4 separate regions of the Gossypium hirsutum genome follow, and all the other regions are linked to region 1. The links are chromatin contacts, called in public Hi-C maps. All regions are on one chromosome and are shown on one strand. Each heading gives the region's core, a stretch centred on a gene start, on an enhancer-like site or on the middle of the called end of the contact. The rest is flanking DNA. Distances are from core to core; before and after follow the strand shown.

Region 1 (3,025 bases), core at 264-2,763:
GGCATAACTGCTTTTACACTGTAAAAAGGTAAATGAAGTTGAGGGAACTTGCCTTGGTGTCAAGCATGATTGCGATAGTGTTGTCTTTGGATTGTGCATTATATTCCTTGACTAAATCAATAACTTTCTGATGAGATGCATGGTCTCCATGAGACATATTCAAGCGAGCAACATTCATTCCAGCCTCAGCCAATTTCCATACCATTTCCCTTGTGTTTGTTGAAGGACCAATAGTGCAAACAATCTTTGTTTTACGTCTAACAGTAGGCTTGGACCACATACCCACTGATCCATCACCTACTTGCTGAATCCCCCTTAACTGCTCATATTGCTCCTCCCTCTGAAGAAAAAAAGTAAGAAAAGTTACAAGCAATGATTTCCGGTGATTTTCTCTCTTCAGCTGTCCATGATAAGTTATTTGAGCATAGATATAATGGCAATTCAAAGCATAGTGACTATGTCATTCAACGGCAATGCCACCATCCTATACCAGTGTAAATAAGCAGAAATTTCAAGTGAAATACACTGTGTAATTCGAACTTCATCATTTTAACCAAACACTTAAGTTGTTATACACTTCAAGGTTCCTTTTCTTTCACCGGCAATGGCAAACAGGTGAAAGTTATGCCCCATGTTACTCATTATTCTCTGGATAATTTCTTTAGCACAAAATCAACCGACAGTGCACCAAAGACTGGCTTGTAAAAAGATCTCAGCGGAAATCTTGACTCCAGTCCTAAATATTTCTCATTTATAGTCCAAAGTGACCAGGAAGTTTCCTCATTTTAGAGAAAAAAAATCACCATTTCCATTTATGGATTGTGTAAGTTTCACTAATAGGACAATGCATTTTCGAAAATACAAACATGACCTTATTCAACTTGACACGCTCCATTCTTATAAAAAAAAACAATCAGCATGCTCCATGATAATATTATCACTCCACTTACATAATATCACGCCTATTGCTTTCTTAGCCTCTAGATAAATCAAAAAAGTTAACAAAGATCCAGTGCGTTTTTTGATCTTTTTTCTTTTAGCATGAGATGGCAGCAACCAAATTCATAATCAAAGCGGAAGGTCAGAGAGGTCGGAAGTGGGCCAAACCTTAAGTACATCCTCAGGTGAAACGGGAATAAGTTCAGGCTCGGCACGTGAGGCTCTCTTGGCAGTAATCCTAGAGTTCCTCGTAAGCACGACGGCGTTGCTCTTCCTGTGGTCAGGTAAGAGTACTTTGGAAGCGAAGGACGCAGGCTTAAGCTTCTCCACTGGGTCCTGAAGGGATCCGGAGGCCTTGCTGAAGTAGTTAGCACGAATGGATCTAGTGGCCACCACTTGAGCCATTGCTAAAATGAGAGATAGAAAGGGTTCGAGGGGAGAGGAAGGCGAGGGAGTTTCGCTGATAAAATTGAAGGTTGGAGAAATCGCCGCTAAAACAATGACTTTTAAAAGAGGAGGCTGCAGAATGAAGCGTGCCTAGTTTGTATCGACAAACACTATGCACCTATTTTATTCAAACTGTTTTTTTTTTCTCTGAGTAAGAATTTAATGTGAAATTATACATATAAATTTTAATTTAATTCAGTTATATATTTTTTTGTGATTTAAATATATATTTAAATTTTTAATTTTGATTTAGTTATATAAATTTTAAAAAATTGAATATATTAACCTATTTTTATATGTGATAAATTTAATTATTTATCTATGTAATATATAATCATAAAATAATATTATATAAATAATTATGAATTAAATTAAATTAAAATTTTATATATACAATTACCCATTAAACTTTATTCTTTTCAAAAAACGGATGGAAATTAGGCAAATTATTATTATTATTATTATTATTATTAAAACAAAGAAGACAACTTTTTATTGTTGTTATACGACGTCGTGTCAGAGATTCAACCCCTGATATCATTCGTCATTTTTTTGTTCAAGTGTCAGCATAACATTGGTCTTGTTCCGGGTTGGGATTGAAGTTGAACCCTCCATAGGATTTCCAATTTCAATTCGCCTCTCGTGGTTTTCCGCATATATCATTTATGATTTGACTTTGACAAGCATTCTTTTCATTAAATATAAAACTTGTGTTTTGTATTGGGTATATGGATTTAAATTTTTGAATTTTGAATTTATTTTAGTTATAATTTCAAATTTATCTCTTTAACGCTTTGAACATAAACTTTTTTTTAGTTAAATTTAACCTTTAACCTATTAAAAAATCGAATTTAATTATTAACATTTCCAAAAAGAGTCAAAATTTATTTTTCCTTCAGAGAGAATGTTAACTAAAATATTAAAATTTTAAATACAGCAACCTGTATGACGATCTACTTGTATTTCATGCTAACTTTTTGAATTTTTATAAACTTTTTGTATTTTTTTAATTTTAATTTTAATTTTAATTTTTAATTTTTATAATTTTTGAATTATTTGTTTACGTGACATATAAGACAAATGGTGTTATGTTAGTAGGATAAACACATAAATTGTCATGCGAGTTGTTACACCAACAACGTTAAAAAATTAATGTTTTAGTCAGTATTTCTATTAAAAAATAATTTGACTCTTTTTTGAAAGGTTAAGAGCTAAATTTAGCTTAAAAAAAAGGAATAATGATTAAATTGACAAAAAAATGTAAATATTGAATGCTAAATTTATCATTATACTTTTTACTTATTATAGAAATAGTAATAATGAAATGTATATATCTATAATATTAATAAAATCCCTGATTGAGTTGGTGTCACAAGTCAATCAGACACCAACTTGTTTGAAAATTACAAAAATGATCTTTCATATTTAAAATAAATTATATTATTTGAAGGTTCTTTTGTCCTTTTAATTAAAAAAGCAATAAAATATGTATATGGTGGGATTTAAATTCATGCCAATTACATTGGAAAAACTTTAAATTTATCACTCAACCAATATTTTATTTTAATTACTTATATATTTTAATTGTAGAGATTAGAAATGTGATGGTAAATTTCAAAATTTCCCCATCAAATAAAAT
Region 2 (3,025 bases), core at 338-2,837, 390 kb before region 1:
AAGTTAACTTTTTTTATCTTTAGGTACCAAAATATATAACTTTTGTCAAATACATATATCAAATTGGACCAAAAATAACACTGATATCCCATTAGAAAAAGGTGTCAAACTTAGGTAAGAAATATATTAATCCAAAAATTAAATACTAAATTTAACTTATCTATTTAGTATATTACTTAAAATATTTAAGTACAAAATATAATTAAAATTTAATAAATATAAATTTTAAATTATGATAATTTTATTTTACATTTTCATCTTTAAATTTTTTAAAGCACTTCAAGTTAGTTTAAACAAAGCAAAAGTTTAAATGTGAAATGTTTAAAAGATAATACCAAAAGAAATAAATTAAAATAAAAGTTTTTCAATAAGTCATAGTTTACTTATTATTTTCACATTTTTATAGAAGAAAATTATATTAAGTGGTTTTGATTATATTAAGTGGTTTTGATCATCATAAAATTTGTTTATAAATTTAAATAATTGAAAGTGTTAATTTTGATTTTATTTATTTATTTTTTCAATGGGGAATTAGGTTTTAGTATTGTTAGTTAATGTGAAGTTTTAGGTCTTTGAGTACTTATGTTCAAGCCTTATTATGTGTAATTGTGATATGTGAGGTTTCAGTTTCAACATATTTATCTGCCATGGATAGGATTTATTTGATTTTTTTTCATTGATTGTGCTTCTTAATTGATTTAATTTTACATTGTATTTGTTTGGACATATATTTATACTTGTATTGTATTTATGAATATATATTGTATTTATGTTTGTAATAGTTAATCTTAAATTTTATTTTTTCCTAACGGTTTAATAAAACTTTATTTGGAATTATAAACAATGTTAAATAGACAACTTTTGAAATGAAAAATACTTTTGTACCTAAACTCAAAAGCATTTTTAGCTTTTGCGTGTGGGAAATATACCTTTGGAGTCAAATGACTTAATGTATTTTACGTAATATTTAAATTACCTATACAATTATTTTCTTATCAAAATTTATTTCAAATATATAACAATATATATTTAAATTTGTAATTATTATACTTTAATATTTAAAATATATATTACATATTGAAATTAAAATTTATAAATAAATAATCATTAATAGTAATTAATTCAAAAATATTCATAATTTATATTTCATATGTCAATAATAAGTTATAATATATTATTTTTTAGAATATTATTAAAATATCATAATATTAACGAATTTAAATATTATTTAAACACATATTTTTACTTTACAGCATTGTGTTTAAGATGAACATTTTATTTCTTAAAAAAATTAAAATTATATTAAAAATTATATCTTAAATTAAAATATTGAAAAATATTTTTCAAAAACAATTTTTCTAAATATTAGTATTTTTCAAAAGTAGTCGTAAATAATTCTCCAGTTGCACGTATTTATATTCCACAGCAACGTGGGCACCAAAGTTTAAGAATCCGAAGACGCTGCCTTAGTGGCCAAAAGGCCCAAAACGAAAAGAAAAACCGCTGCCTCGGGTCGGGTAAAGTCCGCTCCTTTTGTTTCTGAAGAAAAGTAATAAAAGAAGGGAAAATACAATCCAATCCAATCTCTCCTTCCCTAATACATAACGCCCATCGGCGCCAAAAGCCCATGACGATACCCATCCCTTAATAAAATCAAAACGAAAGGAAAGTCTACCATACCAATTTATCTCAAATTCCTTGAAACCCTAACTTAACGAACTTCAGAGGTTTCCACGGATTTTCTCATTAATTTCTTTTTCTTTTCAGGTTTATTTTATTCCCTTAATTTCATTGCATTTTCCTGGTTTTGATTGATCTATGTATATATTTCGATTTTGAATTAAACATATATTCTTTTGGCATCTAGGGTTTCTGATCTGTCTTCTCTTGCCAAAGATTTTTAGAGGGGTTGATTTCCGAACGGGATGGCCTCGGTATCAAGTCAGCCGCAGTTCCGTTACACTCAACCCCCATCTAAGGTGCTGCATTTGAGAAACTTGCCATGGGAGTGTACGGAGGAAGAGTTGATCGAGCTGGGGAAGCCATTTGGTAAGGTCGTTAACACCAAGTGCAATGTTGGAGCCAATCGTAATCAAGCTTTCATTGAATTCGTAAGTTTAATCAGATTTTTAAAAAAAATTCTGGTCAAATTTCTTCCACCATGTTAGTGAAGTTAGTAATTAAATATATGTTTTTGTTTACCTTTTAGGCTGACTTGAATCAAGCTATTGCCATGATATCGTATTATGCTTCATCTTCAGAGCCTGCTCAAGTAAGGGGTAAAACGGTCTACCTGCAATATTCTAACAGGCAAGAAATTGTAAACAACAAAACGACCGCAGATGTTGCCGGGAATGTACTGTTGGTAACAATCGAAGGTCAAGATGCACGGCTTGTCTCCATAGATGTATTGCACTTGGTAAGGATGGCGTATGTCTTTTCTCCTTTTGGTTTAGAAGGGTGTGAAGTTACTATTTCTAAGTTGTTGTTTGATATGAGTTTATGTAATAACTAGGATTGTGTAGTTTTTGTCACGCTCTTTTGGAGAAAAGCTTTTGTGTTTTGACATGAATGTGAATGGATCAGCAGGATCATGTCAAGGGAATAATCTCCAATGGCAGCTTAGTGCATCGTGAGAAAGAGAACATGTGTGTTTGTCTCCTTTCTCCTTTCCTTAACACTGCCTCTCTCTTCCTTACTTACCTCCTATTCCTACCATTTAGGATTTTTTTTTTCATTTCTTCTTCATGTGCACCCTTGGACTTTTTAGATGTTTGGTGTCACTATGTTTTTTGTTTGTGCTGCTGCTGGCAATGAAGTTTGTGCTCCATTTACATTTTTTTTTTTTTGCATATATGGTCTGTATTATATATTTGTTCGATATAATAGTTGCTAGTTTTGCTGAGTGCCAAAATCGTCCCTCCTCATTGAACATGAACAAGGTAGTCAAGTGCTTCAGATTTCTTGGCAATAAGGTGAAGCAATGTCCAAACAAGTGTCTCAGACCCTGAATCGATGGTAGCAT
Region 3 (3,025 bases), core at 273-2,772, 330 kb after region 1:
CAACAAATTAGTTTTAAGGAAAGTAAGAAACCAAATTTATAGATTTTTCAATACACCTTCTTAAATGCATCATTTTGAGAACAAAAGGCATGACAAATAGCATCTAGCCATTTACACAATGTTAGATGCTCCTCATCATGGCCATTCTTCCCCAAAACTTCACATTTTTATTTGTCCTTCTAAAAGGAATCAAGTGTCTCTTCATCTTCTTCGATGGGACAAACTTTAATCAAAATTTAAATCATGTCTCACGAACCGTTCAACTCAGGGGAACTATTGGTAATAACCTTCTGCCACTCGGACACATGTCAGCACTAGGCACATCATTGACCTATACATTGACTCCTATTGAAGTAACGCCTAAGTAGACCACCCACTCTTAGTACCTCTAGACAAAACTACACGTTCTACTTAGAGGGAGTCACCCACCAATATCTAAGTGAACACTCTCCTAGTATGAAAACACTTTTAAGACAATAAGGACTTCATTCAAGCATGATAACCTCATATTGATAAAGTCCCATGATACACACTCATGATTATCTTTACGCATTTAGCGAACTAAATGTATATCCTGTCACGTCATACTAATAAACAAAGGGACCTTTCCTATAAATGCCTTAATAAACAATGAAGAAATGATCAATCTTCTAGCACCTTAAAGTTACTCTGAGCAATTATCTTCTTGATCAACCGTCCTCTTGTCCCTATTTCGACTCTCAGCCTCTTTAGGTGAACCGACCTCTATTGCACCATCGTGATCTCCTCTTTACTCCTCCTTATCCTTTTCCTTTGTTGTACATTATATCAATAGAGATAATATATTATTTAGTGATTAGGCATCAGATCAAGGCTTTAAACAAACAAAACAATCAAATTAATGGAAATCCAATCACATTATCCATGTCTGTGATGTCAGATACTGAAATACTAAACAATAAGCTTAACAAAGTGTATGTCAGATTTACACTGAATCTAGACAACTAGATGTCTAGATGCATTCTAAACTTTAACTTTTGAATGATTTTTATTTTTGAAATTTTTAAAATTTATTTAATATTTTTATAAATTTTAATAATGTTTTTAAAAATTTATAAAATTTAAATTTTTTAAATATTTTTTAATTTTAAAAAAGTTTAATTTTTTATATGAATGAACTTGGACAACTAAATGTCCAAGTTCATTCTAGTAAAAGTATTTCTTTCAATTTTTTTTATTTTTGAATTATTTTTGAATTATTTATTTTTGATGACGTGGTAACTAATGTGACACCGCCATGTTAGCAACTATCATTGATATGGAGTGTCATGTCAACATTGTTAACGGTCACATCAATATTTTAACAGCCCAAGACTAAAAATGTTGGTCAAATGACTACATTGATGCAATTTGAGAGTTTAAATACTTAATTGAGTGCGTTTTTAGCTGAGGGTTTATAATTTTTCGCAAAAATTTGGGAACTTATATACCCCTTTAGCTCTCTCTTTTTTTTTTATCCCTCAATTTTGTTGGGACAATGACATCATATGCTATTGCGATCAAATAAAGATTTTTTTTTCTCTGAAGTAAAGATTAAAAGAGATGGTAAGTCTACACAAATATTTGTTTGATATTTGTTGGTCAACCAACAACTGCGTATCATGCACCTTTTACCATGTTCGCCAAACTATACATCTAAGTGTGGATGACGCCTTTGCAACTCTTTGCGAAATTCCGATTTTGAAAGGAAGCATTACGGCAAGAGATCAAGCTCCAAGCCTTCGCCTCCATGGCCACTTTCAAGCAACTGTATCTCAGAAAAGTCTTCGCTTTAGTATCCATTATTTTGCTTGTTTCTGTAATTCTTGTTTTGGGAGTTTCTTCAGCCACTTGGAATAAGGTATCCTCCGATCATTATTCCCTTCAGTTTTACGACTTTGAAATAGTCAATGAATTCCCTCACGACTCCACTGCCTTCACTCAGGTAAGTCCCCAAAGGAGGATCGATCAAACTTTATGATTTATTTTCAGACTTATTTTTCCTTATTTATCTTTTGACCATATTTTAACATTGAAATTTTATGGTTTGATTGCTTTCAGGGTCTTCTTTATGCTGGAAATGATACTTTATTTGAGTCAACTGGTCTTTACCGGCAAGTGAGTTAGTTTTTTTTTTTTGGGCTATCTCTTTATGTATGTATGTTTCATTATTCCTCAAGTTTGAATCATTGGTTTGCAGTTCCAAAATTAGTTTCCATTATTTTGCTTCGTGTCTCTAATTTTTGTTTAGGGTTGGATTTGAATGATCTGAAAACCTTTACTTAACCACCTAATCTTCTCACTGTTTCAGTCATCGGTTCGGAAAGTAGCTATTCGGACTGGAAAGGTACAGATCCCTGTCTTTCGATTTTCATTCAAGCTTGTTCTTACTTGGTTATTCATAAATTTCCATTTTCAGATGAACGAATATTAGTATTTTTGGAAGTTAAAAATTGTGTAAATAAGATTTCTTGAGAAATATAACGTAAATGGAGTTAAATTTGCTTGAAAGCTTGCTAGTAGGGTGCAATATACATGCCATATTATATTATGAATTTAAAATAACAGTTTGTTTGAATTAAAGTGACAAATCAGAGAATATGTCCTTGGTTGTAACCTGAAACAAACCATATTTTGTAATTCCAATCTTATTTACATATATGTATGTTTTTCCAGGTTGAGATTCTTCACAAGATGGCTGATTCATATTTTGGAGAGGGTTTAACTCTTCTGGGTGAAAGGTCTGTTAGAAGGAATTTAGTTGGTATACTTCGGCTCTTGCGTTCATCTAAAACATTGAGCTCCTTTCTTCATTTTCTTCCTCTTCTTCATGTTATGTGTTCTTCCCTGTTCACTTCATCAGGTCCTTTGAAGCTCCCTATTAGCTAACCGAATTATTTTGCCTCCAAATTGGTTTTAATATTTCTCAAGTTTAAAGTACATAAAGATCATTTTGCAGTTAGTGGAAATTCTGTTCATACTTGGCAGCTTGCTCTGCATTTATATG
Region 4 (3,025 bases), core at 313-2,812, 300 kb before region 1:
GGTCAATTGTGTTTAAAGGTCTTAATGAATTTTGACTAAACAGAAATGATTGCTTTAGCAGTTCGTCTCAGAGGAAGATAAGGCTTTATTCAACCTAAGAACCAATGATATGTATATATCAGCCAAGGTCTAGAGGGACTTGAGCCCTCCTCTAAAAGAGGACCTATAGTAAACATCCAAAATCTTTTGCTCATTCTCTCTAACCAAGAGCATCAATTTTCCACCATATCTTTTTTTCTCTTAGTTTATGGACTTCTATCCCACTCTCTTAATTTATGCAAAAACGAGATATTGTGCAAGAAAGAACTGTAAGAAGGGGAGTAACATTCATGGTTTTTTGCTTCCTAAGTCTAATGCTAAGGTTGATACGCAAGCAGGAAGCATGACCAGCATCCTTGCACCAATGATTATGATATCCTGCTAACACTTGTAGAAAGTAGAAATGGCCAAACCTTCCAAACTTTATCCCTATCCTTAATCACTACTTTTTGAATGCCTGCTCTGTTTAACCAAATAGAACTTGGTCAAGTCAACTAAAATTTGTCATTATCAACCCCTATTGCTAGTATTTCACATTAATCACAACAATATTAAATGAAACCTTCTTATTCTATACATGGATGCAATACCTGCAATTTAGAAATTATATGTTAGCTTATGGTAGTCATTAGAAGTAACAGAATGTTTGCTCCAAAATAGAAACTAAACAACATCAACCTTTAGCAGGAAAAAAAAAAGAAGACACCAGATAACTTTACCCTTAACAGAAGAAATTCTTTAAACTCAATCAACGATCAACTAAATAAACATACCCATCTCAAATTAAAATGGAAAAAAAAAAAACAAACACTAGACAAAGAAAATCGCTTAAAAATCCTAAAAGAGGCCATAAATTTACCTTATATAAAGATCAGTGACATCAAGAGATAGCTGGGCATGCCAATCAGGTTTTTCAATCAACCAAACAGCACGGTCCTCTCTGCTTTGATAAAACCCTAAGCTCCTAAGCCATGCTTCAATGCAAGGCAAGCTGTGAGAGTAAAGTGGCTTGTTCTTATCCGGGAGTCTGCTGAGCCACTCATCTTCAGCGGTCGGCAACTCCCCAGCTTCTGATGATTTTGAAGAAACAAAGGTTGCAATTTTCCTTTGGCACTGAGAAACAGAGTGAGGGAATGATAGAGATTTTCTGAAAACAGAAAAAGGGGGGAATTTTGGATAAGTTGCTGAGGCTTGCGAAGTAATGATTAACTTTGAGACATGAAAAGCAGACATTTTTTTTTTATTTTTCTGGTTCTTCTACTATTAATTGCTATTACTTTTTGGTTGATAGATTGTTAAAAATTAAAATTTTCATGAGTTTTCAAGGAAAGACAATGGAGTGGTGGTTGAACTGGAAACTGGAGTATGGTTTACAGTGTAAACTAAACCCCATTCCGTTATCTTCTTCATGTATGTATACGGTTGTATTGGGGATTAGGGAATTTTCCTATTATTTTTTGAAAAAATATAAAAAAAATTCTAAAATTTATGAAAGGATAAACTACACATTTAGTCATTTAATCACTTAGGACTAGTTCAAATTACATTTTTATCATTGAACTTTAAAAAATTACAATGTGATCACTAATGTTATTGAAAATTACAATATGTTCACTAACGTTAATGATTTATTACATTTAGATTACTAAACTATCATTAGCCATTAATGGTGTAGTCCCTATAATTTTTTAAGCAATTTAATTCTTTTTATTTTTCTTTTGGTTTAAATACATGTTTGGTCCCTAATTTGGGTATATTCTCCCAAGTTGATACTTATGATTTAGATAATTCTAAAAATATATTTAAAATTTTAAAAATTATTTAAAAAACACTAATTTGAGACTATTTTGATGCAAAAAAAAAAACAAAAGAGGCTAAAAAAGATGAAAATTGAACTCATCATTTAAAAGAAACTCATTATACTATTGCATTTCAAACCAACAAGGTTTAAATTACTATCGCACCAAATGTAATTCCTTTGGTCTTGATTTAACGGCTTGGAATTTTTCGATGACGAAAATTTCGTATAGTTTCAAAAATCGAGAATTCGATTTGTTTTAGGAAGTTAAATTAAGAGGTTTTTCGAAAACAAGTAGCATATTTTTTTTATAACTCGATATAATTAAATTTTCATTATTAAAATTGCATTAATTTAGTTAGAATTTAGAAGTTCGAAAATTGAGGTAGGGACTATTTTGTAAGAAAATCAAAATTAAGTGCCAAATGGTTAGATTGGGAATTAAAATTAGGAATTGGTGAGGGTCCTAAGAGGTTATTAGCCCAAAGGCATGTGAGCAAATAGCCCATTTGTTATTAAAATCTGGATAATGAGCCAAAGGGAGAGGAAGGTGGTATTGAGCAAACCGTGCTAAACCTAGGCTCTACAGGAAGAGGAGAGGCAATAGGAGTTACGTCCGCAGGAGTGGCAGACTTTGATTGTGTCTTGGGTTGGGAAGGGATGGTTGGCTAAGTAACTTCCCTCTTTATATTAACTGGCTCATTGCCTTGCCTTCGGCAGATCAATCTTGTACCACTACTCTCTCTAGTGCTTTGTGAACTCCCTTCAGCCCTTAGCGTCTTACAACTACTACTACCAATCTATGCCCTTGCGTCAGCCACTTCAACGACCTTTTGCACCCTCTCCATTAAGGCCTCTATGTCCATGTTCCTCGGTTGAAAGGACTGTGACGGGCTTAAGAGATGGGAAGAGTCTACAGTAGAAAGATTAGAGTAAGCCTTGTGGGGAATCAAATCTCTACCAGAAGACTCACCTATGACAACAGCTGGCGAGGAAGACCATCGTCCTACACACAGCTTGCAAGCAGTATAAAAGAGCTATGGGGGTTCATCTCTCCTTCCCACCAAAACGGCGACCAAATCATCAGTGGCATTATAGGGCACACTTTATCGGTGGATGGAACCTCTTGGAGATCTGCCCTAGCTATTGGGAAATGTGTCCATATTGTAGTAAACATGTAATTATTTT

Evidence for each region. A called contact is a pair of places that touch in the nucleus more often than the background predicts.
Region 2: a contact with region 1 is called in a Hi-C map of leaf, with 2.4 times the contacts expected there. The contact joins the promoter of LOC107917923 here to the promoter of LOC107951846 in region 1. A contact is called at or near these places in 3 of 34 Hi-C or Micro-C datasets (all in leaf).
Region 3: a contact with region 1 is called in a Hi-C map of leaf, with 2.8 times the contacts expected there. The contact joins the promoter of LOC107908752 here to the promoter of LOC107951846 in region 1. A contact is called at or near these places in 6 of 34 Hi-C or Micro-C datasets (callus, leaf and seedling).
Region 4: a Hi-C map of leaf shows a contact between it and region 1, with 2.8 times the contacts expected there. The contact joins the promoter of LOC107912641 here to the promoter of LOC107951846 in region 1. A contact is called at or near these places in 2 of 34 Hi-C or Micro-C datasets (callus and leaf).

Annotation. Positions count from the first base shown.
Region 1 is chrD08:37,126,091-37,129,115 of Gossypium_hirsutum_v2.1, reverse strand. LOC107951846 (plastidial pyruvate kinase 2) reads right to left here and starts at 1,513. Exons shown (of 12, transcript XM_016886996.2): 1 at 1,108-1,513; 2 at 53-340. The coding sequence starts at 1,344.
Region 2 is chrD08:37,511,437-37,514,461 of Gossypium_hirsutum_v2.1, reverse strand. It overlaps LOC107917923 (polypyrimidine tract-binding protein homolog 2), which reads left to right and starts at 1,587. Exons shown (of 11, transcript XM_016847341.2): 1 at 1,587-1,767; 2 at 1,868-2,111; 3 at 2,210-2,419. The coding sequence starts at 1,926.
Region 3 is chrD08:36,798,837-36,801,861 of Gossypium_hirsutum_v2.1, reverse strand. LOC107908752 (glutaminyl-peptide cyclotransferase) reads left to right here and starts at 1,522. Exons shown (of 11, transcript XM_041098163.1): 1 at 1,522-1,963; 2 at 2,080-2,136; 3 at 2,330-2,365; 4 at 2,695-2,759. The coding sequence starts at 1,769.
Region 4 is chrD08:37,422,814-37,425,838 of Gossypium_hirsutum_v2.1, reverse strand. It overlaps LOC107912641, which reads right to left and starts at 1,562. Exons shown (of 2, transcript XM_016840919.2): 1 at 899-1,562. The coding sequence starts at 1,272.